Linked DNA regions of Sus scrofa: region 2 is linked to region 1. The links are chromatin contacts, called in public HiChIP or PLAC-seq maps. All regions are on one chromosome and are shown on one strand. Each heading gives the region's core, a stretch centred on a gene start, on an enhancer-like site or on the middle of the called end of the contact. The rest is flanking DNA. Distances are from core to core; before and after follow the strand shown. Region 1 overlaps SGMS2 (phosphatidylcholine:ceramide cholinephosphotransferase 2). Region 2 has its middle 33 kb from the start of PAPSS1.

The links. HiChIP or PLAC-seq counts read pairs in DNA pulled down with a chosen protein or histone mark.
Region 2: an H3K27ac HiChIP or PLAC-seq map of alveolar macrophages shows a contact between it and region 1, with 7 times the contacts expected there. The contact joins two enhancer-like sites. A contact is called at or near these places in 2 of 5 promoter capture datasets (fetal skeletal muscle and liver), 29 of 47 Hi-C or Micro-C datasets (adipocytes, adipose tissue, alveolar macrophages and 17 more) and 2 of 2 datasets of contacts at active chromatin or transcription factors (alveolar macrophages and skeletal muscle).

Annotation. Positions count from the first base shown.
Region 1 is chr8:114,059,977-114,062,664 of Sscrofa11.1, reverse strand. The region is part of intron 4 of SGMS2 (phosphatidylcholine:ceramide cholinephosphotransferase 2); the gene reads left to right. Among named protein-coding and RNA genes, the nearest start is that of MIR9843, 49 kb to the left of the region's middle. Within about 2 kb of position 1,309, at least 2 of the 83 cell types and tissues checked have an H3K27ac peak or open chromatin away from gene starts, as enhancers often do. A contact at or near this core is called in alveolar macrophages, where this site is marked.
Region 2 is chr8:114,217,853-114,220,540 of Sscrofa11.1, reverse strand. No RefSeq gene overlaps it. Among named protein-coding and RNA genes, the nearest start is that of PAPSS1, 33 kb to the left of the region's middle. Within about 2 kb of position 1,305, at least 5 of the 83 cell types and tissues checked have an H3K27ac peak or open chromatin away from gene starts, as enhancers often do. A contact at or near this core is called in alveolar macrophages, where this site is marked.

The sequences.
Region 1 (2,688 bases), core at 60-2,559:
TTTTCCTCCATTTTTCAAAGAGGAAACTTAAGCATGGAGAAAGCGAATGAATTAGCCACGGTCCACAGTTAGTAATTGGAGGATGGGGTATGCAAACTCAAGCAGGCTGAGTGCAGATGTTGCATTATCAGTTTCTTGGCTCTGTTCAGAATAGTTGGAAACCCAAGTTGTTTGATCTTAGAGAATTGCCAAAGAAGAGTCTGGGTGTGTTGCTCATTGTTATTGTTTTACCTCAGAGCAGTAGCAGGGAAACTGTGCAGTTATTTTTGTACTTGAATAAAGGCTAATGCAATATGTAGAATTGTCCTCCCAATGTTATGATTTAGCTTGAGGTTTTAAAAATCATGTAAGTTTACATACAGCAAGGAAAGAATTATATTCTGCTTTTTCCAGGTTTGAGTGAGAAACAAAATGGCCAATCTGCAATGCTTGATATGAACCTAACTTTAGAACCTGTGCTGTATGTAAACAGGGCATTCCATGTTTACACCTATTTCCTTTGCAATTAAGAGAAACAGTCACCCTCTAAATTATACCATGTGTTATTCTGAGTAAGCGGTGGTTCCAATGGTTTCTTTCAGCAGTCTGCTTCTAGAATTAGATGCATCATTTATATATATGTATTTTTTGGCTTTCCTGCCCTTTGATCATTTTGGACTCTCCTTGTTTACTCTTTCGTCAGGAGCTGATCTGAATTTAGTCATAAGAGTACTTGAAAACGTGGGACCAAGATCATTTTTTGGACTAACAAGAGTAGAGCTTTACACTGTTGCGCAGATAGTATCATTGGGACCCAGGTTCCTTATAAAATTAGCCTGGATAGGAGTTCCTGTCGTGGCTCAGTGGTTAATGAATCCGACTAGTATCCATGAGGACGTGGGTTCGATCCCTGGCCTCGCTCAGTGAGTGGGTTAAGGATCTGGCGTTGCCATGAGCTGTGGTGTAGGTCACAGATGCAGCTCGGATTCCAAGTTGCTGTGGCTGTGCCGTAGGCCAGCAGCTGTAGCTCCATTTCCACCCCTAACCTGGGAACCTCCATGTGCCTCGGGTGTGGCTCTAAAAAAAGACAAAATAATAATTAATAAATAAATAAATAAATAAATAATAAATAAACTTAGCCTGGATAAATCAGTCTAGCTCTTAGTACCACCAAAAGTCTTGCTAGTTGAGAAAACTTCTCCTCCTCCCCCTCCTCTACCCTTCCTCCACCCCCCCCACCCCTGCTTCCACTTCCTTCTCCCTCCCTCCCTCTTCCTCTTCTCTCTCTGACGGCTAGGCCTGGGATGCCACCGGGGCAGTGGAGCTCATCAGTAACTGCGTCATCATCTCGTGGCTCAGTGGTATCCCTGTGGGTAGAATGAGAGAGCAGAGAGGATAGCCATTTTGCCACTTCTCTTTCCAAATAGTTTATATTAAATCTTTTCTTGGGGACAGCCAGTGTTCTCAATTAATCAGCAGTGGCCCCAGTGTGGCAGTTTACGGAAAATACTTTTTTTTTTTTTTTTTTTGGTTTTTAGGGCCACACCTGAGGCATATGGAGGTTCCCAGTCTAGAGGGCAAATTGGAGCTACAGCTGCCGGCCTACTCCACAGCTCACAGCAATTCTGGATCCTTAACCCACTGAGCAAGGCCAGGGATCGAACCGGCAACCTCATGGTTCCTAGTCGGATTCGTTTCCGCTGCGCCACAATGGGAACTCCGAGAATACATCTTTATGGGAGAGGAGTGGCTGGTCCTAAACCTCATTCTCAATTTCGCAAGTAGTAAAATGACCGTTCGCGCCACCTCCATACTCCCTGCCTACTTCAGCTTTGCTTCTTGCAGATCAACAAAAATAAACGCATCTGGTTCGCTCAGACATTTTGAACTTTTAGAATAAATACCAGATGACCTGTAAGGAAGGGAAGCAGGGCTGGTGAGAGACTTCAGGGAGGCGTGGGGTCTGTGGCCCTGGAGAATGCATCATTAGTGAAATCTCCAGATTTCTGAATGTTCCTTCCATTTCTAACATTCTGAGCTAACAGAACAATTGTGGGGACTGGAGCTAGCCCCCCAGGCTACAGGAGTAAGGTGTCTTCCAGCTATAAAATTCTTGTATTCTATGAGTTTTATCTGTCAGAACCTAGTGAAATGCAACTACAGGTTTATCCCCTTACTGCCCCACTTAGGATTAGAAGAAAAACAACTTTTTTTTCATGTATTTCCTTATTTTTTTCCCCCTTTTTGGCTGCTCCACGTCATATGGAGCTGGGCCAGGATCAGATCCGAGCTGCAGTTCCAAATGCGACAACACCGGATCCTTAACCCAGGTCCTGGGCCAGGGTTAAGTGTCCCAGCACTGTTGTGCCGCAGCAGGAACTCCTATTTTATGTTTTGGAATGATAACCTGGTTTGATATGTCATCTAAAGTTCCGGAAGTAGATCTTCTTTTTGCTCTTCAACCACTCTTCCACACTTTTAAAGTAAATATCACTGTAAATATAAACATGAAATATCAAATTATTAAATGTAAATTCCAGTATACTAGGTTATTAATCTTGTGAGCCAATAAAATTTTAAAATAGAAAAAAGAAACCATCATTCAAGAAAACAAAAAGGTAGAAGTCAGGTCTGGTTCCATACACACCTGTGTCCTTCCCTCTTGTGTGCGAAGGCGAGCAGGCAGGGGGCAGGGGGTGGGGTGGGGGG
Region 2 (2,688 bases), core at 56-2,555, 160 kb before region 1:
TATACCTCTGCTCACAGCAATGCTGGATCCTTAACCCACTGAGAAAGGCCAGGGTGGAACCCACATTCTCATGGATACAAGTCAGGTTCTTTACCACTGACCCACAATGGGAACTCCTGGTCCAAACACTATTGAAGCAAGACACTGATCCACAGGATGGCTTAGTGCAGTGCCTTGAAATTAGGTTTTTGACCAAATACGAAAACCCAAACCCAAAAAACTAAATTATTAAGGAAGACTGAGTTCATCAAAAGGCCACAACAATTTTAATTTTGTGTGCATCTAATAAAAATAAACCCTAAAAAATTTTTATGGCTGTACCTGTGACATATGAAAGTTCCTAGGCTAGGAGTCAAATCGGAGCTGCAGCTCCTGGCTTAGTCCACAGCCACTGCAACGCCAGATCCAGCGTGCATCTGCAGCCTATGCCGTATTTTGCAGCAATGCCAGATCCTTAACCCACTGAGCAAGGATCAAACCCACATCCTCGTAGATACTATGTTGGGCTCTTAACCCGTTGAACCACAATGGGAACTCCCAAAAGCCTTAAAAATTTAAAGCAGAGTTCCCTTGTGGCACAGCGGGTTAAAGATCCTGCATTGTCACTGCAGTGGCTTGAGGTGCTGCTGTGGCTTGGGTGCAGTCCCTTGCCCAGGATCTTCCACATGCCACAGGTGCTTAAAAAAGAAAACTTAAAGCAATAGTTGGTAGAATTACAGGAAGAAATTAACAAATCTACTGTGTAATGGAATATTTCAATATCCATTTGCTCATTTTATCCAATGAATGTTCTTGGGTGCCTGAATGCTAAGAAAATGTCTATTTATTCATTGGAAATATGGCTGTGAATGAAACATAAAAATCCTCAATCTTTTGTAGTTACTATTTTACTATAATGGAAGGAGAGAGAAAAATGCACAAATAAATACAGTAAAACCCTGTGAAACACACCCAGATGTCATGAATTCTGAGATTATAGAATGAATGATTTGCTCCCATCCACCACCTAACCTCACAGGTAGAACAGAGGAAGGAGAATAAAGTTGTTTTCCTGAGGACAGGGAATGGAATATGATAGGGGTAGGGGAGGAACTTAACATGAAAAAAGCACAAAACCCAAAGGGGAGGTAGAGTTTGAATCCTGCTTGTTCAGTGATCTCCCAATTCAATATTTCCAAACTGAGCCAACAAAACTGTTGCCATCTAGCCAAGAATTTCCTGGAATCACTGATACTTTTGTGATATCCAGTCGCTACAGACCCTGAATACTTCCCATCAATATGTAAACTGGAGTGAACAATCACCACTAGATGGTGCCAAACTGTAGTGGGGACCCAGCATGGATTTTGGATGGTGAAGCCCAGGACTGTGAGCCGTCTCCTACCCATTTTATTAATCTCACACTGAAAGACAAGAATGATAAATCAAAGCCAAAATGGTTGAAAAGGAAGACAAAGGACTGCATTATTTCACAAAAGTTATAAGTTTATGTAAAAAATCTAAAAGGTCTCTTTTGAGAAGTAATAAGAATTTACCATAGGGTCAATATGCAAAATTCAGTTGTATTTCTGTTAAATTTAACAAGTACTCAGAAAACATTTCTGTAACAACACATAAGTAGAAAACGTAATTTAGAAAGAGACTATATTAAAAATAACTCAAAAATAAGTTATCTAAAATTAAATCTAATAAAAGATGTATGTATAAGGCATGTACAGAAAAAAAAAAAACACAAAACATTTTTAAAATACACTCAAAATACCTAAGTAAATGGAGAAATATGCTATGTTCATGGAAAGAAAGGCTCAATTTTTTTAAAAAAAGTTATTGTCCCCAAATTGACCTACAGAGTTAATGTTATCCTAATCAAAATATCAACAGAAGTTTTGTGAAAAATGACAGTTGATTCTGATATTTGCATGGAAAAGGAAAAATATCCCAGGAACTCTTCAGTAAAAAGAGGAAACTTGGCCAATCAGACATTGAAACTAATGATGAAACCATATTACTTAATGCTGTTTTGGAACAGGAAAGGCCAAAGGATCATTGAACAAAAGAGAGCCCAGAAAGACTCACGAACATATGGAAACTTGACAAATGTCAGAGGCAGCAATGCTGATCAGTGAGGAAAGATTACACTGAGATTCAATAAATAGATGTGTTTCTTCTGATAATAAATAAATCGATAGGGAAGAAGGAAAAATTCTCTTGCAGGAGAATCTCGTGTAGAAGGAATTATGGAGATAGAAAATCACCGTTTGGCAACTACTACAATAATTGATTCAGAGAAAGTTGTCAATGGATGCCGAAACTATTGGGTTGAAAGTTAATGAAGAACAAGATAGCTACATAATTTCAAAGTAGCTTATTAATTACAAAAAGGAAAATAGTGCTTTTAGGGAGGATAAACATGGAAGACATCACTTTAACCAAGTAATCAAAGTTGACATTTTCAAAAATGTAAAATGCTGATACTGTATTTGTCCTGAATGTTACATTGACAAGCAAACAACCTCACTTATACAGTATTCCTGCCAGAAAGTCATCACCTAAGTCTAGTTATGAAGAAATATTCCATGAAGAAAACCCACATTGAGGGACATTCTACAAAATATTTGGCCTGAGCTATTAAAATATGTCACAATCAAGAGCAAAACATTTGTCTGAGGAACTGTTCCAGACTAAGTG